Regions from separate parts of the Gossypium hirsutum genome. Here all the other regions are linked to region 2. Evidence: chromatin contacts called from public Hi-C data. All regions are on one chromosome and are shown on one strand. Each heading gives the region's core, a stretch centred on a gene start, on an enhancer-like site or on the middle of the called end of the contact. The rest is flanking DNA. Distances are from core to core; before and after follow the strand shown.

Region 1 (3,553 bases), core at 837-3,336, 420 kb after region 2:
GCTCTAAGTCTCTATACTTTTGCTACATTTAAAAGTTAGCTCACCTACTATGTTACATAATGTTGTATCGTATCATACTATTTATTAATAGTTTATATATATGCGTTGATGATTAAACATTATAATATCATGTGACACCATATATTTTATTATAATTTATATTATTACAATAGTTATATATGTATTAATATTTTTAATAAAAGTTATATATTATAATATTATTTTATGTATTAGTAATATACTAATTTAGTATATTAGTTTAAGGGCAAGTTAAGTAATCGATTTCAGTTTCGGTAATAGTTATATATTATATTATTAAATTATCATTAAAATTTATTTTTATATATTTTAATAATTATTAATTTATATATCTACTATACATATATAACTATAGTATTAAAAATATTTTATTTTAAATTAATACTTTTAAAAATTTATTTAACTTTATAATTTAATATAGAAAATTATTAATAATTATTTTTTCTATTAATAAAGTTTTAATATAAATATGCTATGCTTATATATATATTTTTAAAAAAATAAAGATTTATCATTTATTTATATTTCAAATAATATCATAGAAATATATTAATTATTAATGTTTATTATGACCATTTAATTATGAAATTGGGTATTTTTAATTTTTGAGTTGTACTTATCTCGGGCTTAAACTAAATCAGTTTCAAAGCTTAAATTTTATTGGGCTCAGATCATTACAAACTCAAATTAACATGGATAAGTTTTTGGGCTTGGCCTATTTTACCAGCTTTAAATATATATGATGATAAATCATAATCGTGAAATAAGATTAAGAGTAAGGAATAAGTAAAGAGGAACAGACAAAGGTGAAAAGTACAAATTAGAACTTGTTAAAAAATAAAAAAAGCAAAGACGAACGGTTAAAGCAAACTGGTGCCAATCATCACCAAAGAGAATAAAGAATGAGATTATAGAGACCAGGATGCATCGATGGAGGGAGGGGGAATAGAAGAGAGACGATGGTTGCCTTAAGTCGCAGAGAGATTAACCAGAAACCAGTGGGAAAGATTTCGAAGAAGGTGGGGGAGATGGAGTGTAGACGGAGGAGAAACGAAAGAACAAGACTGAACAACAAGGGCTAAACGGTTGCCGTTAATGTAAAGAAAGGCTAAGTTTGGGGTTTTTCTGAAGGCTCTCAATAGCTCACCTACCATCCAAGTGAATAAATGAAAATAATATAAAAAAGTTTAAACAATAATTTTTTTTGGTTCAAAAAAATGTAAATAATTTTATTAATTAAAAATTGGGTGTGTTGTCCTTAAAGAGTATTAAAGGTTTTTTCTGAGAATATTAACAATATTCTATATCCTCTTTCTACTCATTCTTTCGCCTTTCAAGCAATTTAAATTTTTGCACTCAAGCTAAGCAAAAGAAAGTCATTGGCTTGCGAAAGCATTGAATTACGGAAAAGGCAATAATCAAGGCTTAGTGCATCATCCACCTATGATAATTTTATTTTATTTCCTTATTTGTAACACTTTTATCATAATCTGTATAATTATAATGAAGTAAGTTAGAATATAAATATATTAAATTACACCCACAATGTTAATTTGTTAATTTCAAATTTAATCTCTAAATAACAGACTTACCTTGCTCTTATAAAAATTATAAAATTGTGGTAGAGGCAATTTTTATTATTAGCTCTAAAATTAAAATTCAAACTTTGATCTTGTAATAATATATATAACTGGGAAAGTTTAAAAAAAAAAAGAAGATAAAATTTGAATGATCCAACGAACAACGAGGTAAAAACAAAACAAAAAAAAGGGACGTACAAAAAAACCGGATGCTGCCACCTTAAACATTTTCAGAGCAGGCCGGCAACGGTTTAGCGCACGTTAGCCTCCCTAAGGAACACGTCACTCTGGAATTCATTTTTTATTCACCAGCGCACGTTAGCATCGGCCCTTTCACTTTATGTCTCTAGTCTCCATCAATTTCAAACGGCTAAACGTGACTCACTTTATCCCTACGGTCCCATTCCGAATTTCCAAACAAAGTCCCCCAACTTTATAAAATTTAAACTTACGCCCCTACTAAAAACTCACCATGTCTAAATTTCAATGTTTAATCCTTTCTTTTATTTTCTAAAGAAAATTTCCCCAGAGAGAGAGAGATGACAATGGATAGAGAAAAGGAGAGAGAGATAGAGCTCGAAAGCGCAATGTATACGAATTGCTTGCTTTTAGGTTTGGATCCATCCATAATCGGACTCCGAGCCTCGAACGGAACCCCTCGGGTCGGACTTTTCCGTCATTCGAACCCTAAATTAGGGGAACAGCTTCTTTACTTCATCCTCTCTTCTCTTCGTGGCCCCGCTCAATCCGCCAGAGTAATGATCCTATTCCTTTTTTTTCCCATTCGGTTTAGTTTTGATCTGGTCCGTATTGGTTTTAAGTTTGGCTTTTTGCTCTCGGATCTTTCAGGATTTCGATAGAGTTTGGCCGATTTTTGACTCAGCGCAATCTCGTGATTTTCGAAAGGTTGATTTTTCGAGTTTTCTTCTTTTCTTTTTCTTTTTTGAATTTTACTGTTTTGTTGAAATTTTATTTATTTGTTGTTAATTTAGGTTGTGCAAGGGATAATTACTGAGCTGGAAGCACAAGGAGCTCTACCGAGGAGTAATTCGAGGGTTTCTTCGCTTGCTACTTGCTGTGGACCGAGGTTAGTAGTTAATTTCTCTTTGATTTCCCAAGAAAATTCAAAATCCAGCAAAATGGAAAAAAGTATATGATTAGCTTGCCTCTTTTACTTAGTTCTAATTGCATTTGGTTCATCAGAGTGGATAGTTTACTATTGGCACTGAATATCAGTGCAAGATTCAAAAAGCCTGAATTGTTTTATTTACGGGTAGGTTTTCTTCATTAACGAAATTTGTTAATTCATTCTCACATTAGGCTTTCTTATGTTTTTTGTTGTAGATTTGTTGAGCTTTTGTGGCAACTTTCATTGCATGCATTGAGAGAGTTTCATAGAAGGAATTTTGCGGCAGATGTTGCTTCTAACCCATTGCCTGCACCATTGACTGATGTTGCATTTTCACATGCGGCCACACTACTTCCTGTAACAAAGGTAATGCTTCTCTATGAACTTTTCGTATGAAGTACATTTGAAGTTCCTTATATTAGGTCTGTGCTTTGTTTTTTTGGTTGTTTCTATGTTACTTTTCCTATATCATCATAGTTCACTTCTTGTATGGTAACAGCACTTATCATCAATCATCATTCAATACACCGAGCATTTACTTTTCAAAGTGCTTTTCTTTATTAGATCTTCCATATCTATGAAGTAACATGCTTGTTTTTTAACAGGCTAGAATAGCACTTGAAAGGAGGAGATTTTTGAAAAATTCTGAAACAGCAGTGCAGAGACAGGCTATGTGGTCTAATTTGGCTCATGAAATGACTGCAGAATTTCGTGGCCTTTGCGCTGAGGAGGTAAGTAGATAACGGTTAATTACTTATTTGCATGCTTTTTTGAGTTTTTATGTTGAATATCAATATAATCCCTC
Region 2 (3,505 bases), core at 76-2,575:
CAGCAAATCTTGCTTTGCCAACCCAACACTTTGCTACTAACACTATAAACTACACAAAAATATAGATTTAATAAAAGCAAAATTCAAGAGTTCAGGATTCCTAAGAATATGGAGATTGATTGGTTAATAGTTAATAATTCACCCCATTTGTTTTTGCTTGTTTGCTTTGTGTTTAGTCTTCATTTTTTCTGTTGAATTCTCTTCTTTTTACTAAAATAAACAGTCCACATTACCTGATTATTCTATTAATTTGCTTCATTTCCCCCCTTATTTACTCCTTTGAATCCTCATTTCCCTCACCGGCCGAGACTGAGAGCAGCCTCGACGTCCAGCCGCCACGCTAAACAACCACCACCACCACTGCCTTCCATTTTCCAGACATCACATGGCAACATCCTTGAGAACTTCTCCTTGTGCCATGTATACTGCAACCTTACCTTGCATGAAAATGCAGTGCAAAACCTAGGCAATTCTTGTTTGAACACAAGCCAGACCATTATCTCCGGTGGCGGCCGGCCGTCATTTGCTTCCCCTACTACCATCAACATCCTCTTGTAAGCTCCATTAACCCACTGAACCCTATTCAAACCATCTGATATAAACCCTGGACACGTGTCACTCTCCAGATTCTTTATCATCTCCACGTCCGTACTCCCTAGCTGTCTCACTTCCATGCAACTGTCCGTCACGCTCTCCACCGTCACCCACGACTCCACCACCGTTGCTTTCCTCGTTTGACTCATCAGAACCGTCCGATTAGGTTCTTCCACAGCTCCCAAACGATCAACCCAACGGTTATTGAAGTTCAAGTTACATAAATAAAGTGGATCTTGATTTTCCCCCAAAACTCTACCGTTTTGATTGTTAATCGATCCGTTCCCTTCAGTTTTCTCAGGCAATAGCTGCAAAGTAACAATCGTCTGAGGATTGTTTGAAGCTTCATCATGATGAGCTTGATCTGACGATGATCTTTTCTTTCTTCTCATATTATTCTTTCGAACCCTAACGTACTTTCTTTTAGCTCTTGGATTACAAAGCAACAAATTTTTGTTATCAAACCGAACCCCATCAGAACCTGACTCACCGGAAACCGGTTTAGGGGCTATCGGCCGGAATCTTAACATTATCGGGTTTATCACCATCTTATCTGGTGCACCACCTGCGTAGCTAACCCTGCTCCGCTTCTCTTCACCGTTCATCTCTCTGACGCCGTTTAAACCACCTCCAGAATAGAATCAAAGCTTCGCTTCCCTTCTTGTCGCTTCCCACCTGTGTAGCTAACTCTGCTCCGCTTCCCTTTTTTTTTTTTTTCCAGAGGGTTTTGGTTATGAGAAGCGATAATCTAGCGGCAAATTAACAGAGAAGCAACACGTGGCTAGGGCAAGAAAGGAACAGCTGAGTGTTTTGATTGGTCGAAAGTTAAGAGGTGGAACCCAAATGAAAAGTAAGAGGGTCCACAGACAGAACCAATGGGAAGAAGGCTAGTGTACAGCACTGCCGAAAGAGAGGGACACGTGGGCATTGTCTAGAGAGCAGAGTATTTTTCTACTGTTGAATGAAATGGAAAAGAGCACAAAAGGGGGAGGTTCGAGAAAGTGGACACATGGTCCTTGTTCATTAGCTTTCTACCTCTAAATTCGGTGCCTATTGTTTCATATCTTAATGCCTCCACTCGCCACTTCTCGCCGTGATCCCACCTTCCTTCCAACTAATCACAGTAGTAAATTTTCAAATCTCTTTTACAAATTTACTATAAAAATAAATTTATAACCAAATTATTAAAAAATTCAACAGAAAATGAATTTTTTTAACAATTGTAAGAATTATAATTACACCTTGCAATTAAAGAAATTGTAATTCCTTCACCTCAATAAAACCACTAATTATAATAAATAGCTAAACACATGTAATTACATCCGATGGAATTACTAACTTTTATTCATAAAATAAAATTTATTTTTTAAAGATATAAAAATTATTAATTTCACGTTCTTTAAGGTTATTATATATATAAAATAATATTTTATATATTTAAAAAAGAAACAACTAAATATATATATTTGAAAAGTTTATGTATGTAACAAACCTAATAAGAATTAATAAAATAATTTTCACTAAAAATAAAAGAATCGAAGAGGAATATCTATGTAAAGTTGGAAGTGAATAGTTAAATGGAGTGAGGGTCACTTGGCAAAAAATGGCGCGTGGAAGAGTTGATATAATGAAAGGAAACAAGAAAGTAGGAAGAGGGACGCGTGGCGGATTCGATAAAGATGTGAATGGATATTATGGGTTAAAGATTTGTGACGTCATCCGATTTTATTTGAAAGGTGTTCGCATTATGGGATGGGAAAACGGGTTGGTTGGGGATGTCTGCTGTTGCCACGTGCTTATTTCATAATTACTTTCAGATTATTTTAATAATAACATTGTTTTTTACTACAAGAAACACAGTTACTATTAAAAATGCCTTCCTAAAACAAATTCTGTGTTTGCTTTTAATTTTAGGCATCGTATTTTAGGATCGATTCACCTTAAAGTTAAAAACTTAAGAGTGACTTGAGATACTCTTTTTTTTAATTCAATCATTATATTAGCTAAGCTATAAATAATTTTTGTTTTTAAATTTACAAGGATTTTCTTACGTTTTATTGTTTTATTTATTTATTTATTTAAAACAACATAAATATACTTTATGCTATTTAATACATAAAAATATATGCATTGATTGAGGTTTCATTTTTTATTTTAGATTTGTAAATGTGTGACATATTAAAAATCATAACTATATTTAATACAACATTAATTTCAAATAATGTATTTAATATATCTCTCTAAGATTTATTTCCTATGGAAAGGGCCTTCCTTTTCTGGTCCATGAAATGGTCTATTTATAAGCATTGATTGATTGTACTTAAAAACACTTTTACATTAAAAATTAGCTTCAATGTTTTATTAATTGCATTATTCTTCCTGTTATTTTTTTTATTTGTTAATGTCTTCAATTTTACTCATATTTTTACTTGGTTTTTTCTATCAATAATTTATATTCGAATTTATCTTTTATTTTATTTTTGGTTACAAGTCTCAATTTTTTTTAAAAAATGTTATATGAAATTATAAGTAATAATAAAGTTAACTAAATGGTTAACCTTATATGGTCAAACCCTATCCCTATGTGACTCATGTTTTTATCTAAATAAAGCTTTTATATGGTCTTAGATTGTCAATGTAAACACGACTCCTAAAAAATAATGAATCCCCATTAGAATTGAAAGACTAAAACCTACCACGTTATTATTTGTTAGTATATATTTGATTTTTCTCTTTATTTTTTTCCCTTTACCAATACATTATCAATCTCATTCCCTCCCTCCTAATCTGATCTTTTATAATCCATATATATTAAAGAAAAAAAATACTTTATTTAACCCTTATTGTTGTTGTATAATTTGTTTTGAAAAAAAAAAAGGAGTTTAAATTACCTGCAAAAACTATGGGAATG
Region 3 (3,823 bases), core at 70-2,569, 330 kb after region 2:
ACCTTCTTTGCACCACCCTAAAAAGTGAAAAAGCATAGATCAGATGAGAATACCATACACGAAGATAAGAAGAAGAAAATCAAGTTCCAAACACAACTTTTGGGGGCCTTAACTCCAAAAAAGCATAGGATCAAATTATTATCACAAACCTTCAAATGGGCAGCAGCTTTGTCCTTGTCAGTGAAAACACCAGTAGACTCAACGACATAATCAGCTCCAGTCTCACCCCAAGGGATTTCTTCAGGGTTTCTGGCATAAATCAAAAGCCAATAAAAAAAATAGCTCCTAAATGGAAAACTCACCATGTTCCTCAAGTCAATTACAACAACCCATTTTGAAAAAGAAACACATGATATCACCTGATGCCGAAAACAGTGACAGGCTTTTCACCAAAGAGAAGGGTTTTTGAGTCCTTCACCTTAAGCTCATGGTGCTTCCATTGACCGTGAACACTGTCATACTTAAACATGTAGGTCTGTACAAATACAATTATCAAATCACATCAATAATTAAATCGTTAAAAAAACTGATTAAAACGGTTCTTCATTTTTCATCCTTTCTTTTCAAATTAGACACAAGATTCGCTCACTAAAAAAAACCTAAGCAGAACCAGTAAGTTTATAATAAATCTCTTAAAGATCGAACAAGAAATACATCAGTTTACCAGTTGAAATTTAAACTATTTCATCATGCTCTGTTAGGTAACACTAAAAGTTCAAGAATCATATCACAAGAAAGAAAGAAAGAAAAAAATTCAAATCATCACTCATCTCAGAGCAGAGAAGATCAGATCAGCTTTCTTAAAACTAAAACCAATATAATACAAACATGCACGGAGACTAATGCCAAAACCTAGTAAATAAGTGAGAAATAGGAAGGAAAATACAGTGTACGAACCATGTAATCGGTGGTGATGAAAGGATCGTTAACAGCAACGAGCTCAACATCTTCACTTTGGAGAGCAACTCTGGCAACCAAACGCCCGATCCTTCCAAATCCTTCACCAAACAGAAAAAGAAAATCAGATCCATAATTTAAAAACAAAATCAATAATAATAATAATAGTACCGTTGATTCCGATCTTGATCTTCCCCATATCGAAAGAAGCGAAAAAAAACAAATCTCTGAAAAAAAATACGACGGCAAAAGAACGGAAGTAAAGGAAGTGAGAATTGAGAGGAAAAAATGAGTAAAAAGGAGGGTTGTTTATATACGAGAGGAAGTGTTGGTGACAGAATGATAGAAAAGGGCAAATGACGGAGATTCTCACGAGGAAAGTGGGGTCGTAGCTCACGTGTCACTTGGATGATGATGAGAAGAAGAAGAAGCAAGGGTAAAAACGTAAAATCAAAGAGTACAGTGCAGAATGAATAAATCCATAAATGAATTAATGATCTTCTTTTCTTCTTAAGTCTATCAGTCAAGTTCGTCACGTCTGATTATATCTTCTAGGACTAATCTGTTTTTGAAAAATAGGAATCGACTTTTTAAAATGAAAGTTTAGAGTTTCTAAGCTGTCGAAATTATTTTTTTAAAAAACGGGAATCGACTGTTTAAAACGAAATTTTAAAGTTGCCACCGATCCTTTTTGATGGAGTGTGATCGGGTCACCTCAAAACGTGGTCGTTTTTCAATAAACAGATTGATTTATCAAAACAACAATTTTGGTCTGCGAAAATTGGAAAAACAGGTTTGGGAGTCGATTACGTGCGAGGAAGGGTTATCACTCTTGTCACGCCCAAATTTAGTACCTAATTGATTATTCAGTGTCTTAATGTTGAAAATTAAAAATTTGACAAGAGTTTAAAATATGATTCCTCTTAGTGTTAATGTTTTTTTGAAGTATTTGGATGAATTAAAACGTATGCCAATGACCGTTTCATCTTAAGATAAAATGTTATATCCAGTACGTTAGGACACAACACATCGACCCTCGATTATGAGCTTGCCTTCTATTTCATTTAAAACACATGTATTTAAATTTTAAAAAGGATATTTGGATATTTAGATCAAACGGAAAATCGAAACCCAGTATGTTAGGGCACGACTACTCGAATTTTTAAATACGGAATATTGCCTTTATGTTATTTAAAACTCATGTATTTTATTTTAAAAGGATAATCGGTTACTTAGATCAAACGAAAAACTGAAACCTAGTACGTTAGGACACGATTTCTTGAATTTCCAAGTATCGAATATTGCCTTTACTTGAAAAATCTAGACAAAAATAATAATAAATAAAATAATATAGAGATAAAAGATAGAATAACAAAGAAAATTCGAATAAAAATTTAATTTAATTCGGGAGGGGGAAAATAAACACACGTACAACAAAATATTGAATGAAATAGTTTAAAAATAGGACGGATAATAAAAATAATAGTAATAATAATTTAAAAAATAATGGAAATGATATTAAAAAAAATAAATATAATGATGATAATAGTGTTAATAATAATAATAATAAAATAATAATAAACAAACGACATATTAATGATAATAGAAAATAATGATAATAATAACGGAAGTAATGAAAATAATAATAATAGAAACAATAGTATAAAAGTAATAATAAAATAGAAAAATGAAAATAATAAAAATAGAAACAATAGTATAAAAGTAATAATAAAATAGAAAATAACAATGATACACTAATAATAATAATATACGTGCTAATAACAATAATAATATAAAAAAAATAATATTATATTGATAAAAATAATAATAGTAAGTTAATAATAATAGTAATAAAAAGGTAAAAAAATAATAAAATAATAAAAATACTATTACGTTACTATTAATAATGATAATAAATCAGTAATAGTATATAGAATAATAGTAAAAGTAATAAAATAATAATAATAATAATAATAACAATATTAAAAATAACACTCTTCCCTTCCCTTCTAAATTTGGCCATCGGTCTGGCCTTGCTCTGGTCACCGAACCTCCACGCGCCGCCATCGGCACCACTGTACACGACGGCCGAACCTAAAAAAAAACCCTTTTTCGGTAATTTCAAAATGGATAAGCTTCTTCCCCTTATTTTTACTTCTTATGTAAAAAATAAAATAAAATTGAAAGATAAAATAAAATAAACAAGGAACTTAAAACGAGAATTGACGAAAAAAGCACCTCTTTTGGTTTGATTTTTGATTAATCTCGTGTATTTCTTGTATCGAAAGTCTCTCTTTTTCTTGTATTCGAGACTCTCTCCTTTTTTCTCCAAAAAAAAGAACTCCTATTACAATAGTTTTGAATGGCTTTTATAGCCAAATTTTACAACTTGTTTGCTAACCGATTGCCTCTTTCTTTTTGTAGGCAAGTAGGGTGATGGAGTTAGTGGTTGGTTTAGTGGTTAGTTTAGTGAAGTGTTAATTGGACTGTTAATTTATTTGGTGTTTTAGGCTCTGCTTGTTGGGCCCGGGTAAAATTTGAGCTCTACAACAATTATACAAAGTATATTAATGTAATTTGTAAATTTGTTTTATTAACTAATCTATTAGTAAAAAAATTACAAATTTACAAACGAATATATTACACCCAAGGCACCAGATCCAACAACCCTAACAATGACCCCAATTGTTACATATCACTCTTTTGAAAGTAACCTCACATACAAGCAAAGAGATCATTTTCCGAAAGTCATTTTTAGTGAAACAAATGGAACCTAATTTGTTTTAATCTGTATAAGAGTTTAATTGTACAATCTTCCTAGGAAACATTGCATCCTTATGGGATACTAAATCCTTCAAAAATTTTAATATAATTTCTCTATCTAAAGAGCCATATAAGTAGATTGTAACAACATTTATTAAATACA

What was found. Hi-C and Micro-C count contacts between places; a contact is called where the count stands out from the background.
Region 1: a contact with region 2 is called in a Hi-C map of leaf, with 2.1 times the contacts expected there. The contact joins the promoter of LOC107888708 here to the promoter of LOC107888720 in region 2. A contact is called at or near these places in 4 of 34 Hi-C or Micro-C datasets (callus and leaf).
Region 3: a contact with region 2 is called in a Hi-C map of leaf, with 2.5 times the contacts expected there. The contact joins the promoter of LOC107888701 here to the promoter of LOC107888720 in region 2. A contact is called at or near these places in 10 of 34 Hi-C or Micro-C datasets (callus, hypocotyl, leaf and 1 more).

Annotation. Positions count from the first base shown.
Region 1 is chrA09:14,969,843-14,973,395 of Gossypium_hirsutum_v2.1, reverse strand. It overlaps LOC107888708 (AUGMIN subunit 6), which reads left to right and starts at 2,086. Exons shown (of 13, transcript XM_016812885.2): 1 at 2,086-2,374; 2 at 2,469-2,525; 3 at 2,612-2,706; 4 at 2,964-3,114; 5 at 3,354-3,479. The coding sequence starts at 2,159.
Region 2 is chrA09:15,386,657-15,390,161 of Gossypium_hirsutum_v2.1, reverse strand. LOC107888720 reads right to left here and starts at 1,325. Exons shown (of 2, transcript XM_041077803.1): 1 at 234-1,325; 2 at 1-49. The coding sequence starts at 1,199. The coding sequence ends at 297. LOC107888721 reads right to left here. Exons shown (of 2, transcript XM_041077804.1): 1 at 3,486-3,505.
Region 3 is chrA09:15,051,949-15,055,771 of Gossypium_hirsutum_v2.1, reverse strand. It overlaps LOC107888701 (glyceraldehyde-3-phosphate dehydrogenase 2, cytosolic), which reads right to left and starts at 1,319. Exons shown (of 11, transcript XM_016812878.2): 1 at 1,069-1,319; 2 at 898-998; 3 at 360-475; 4 at 150-249; 5 at 1-17. The coding sequence starts at 1,096.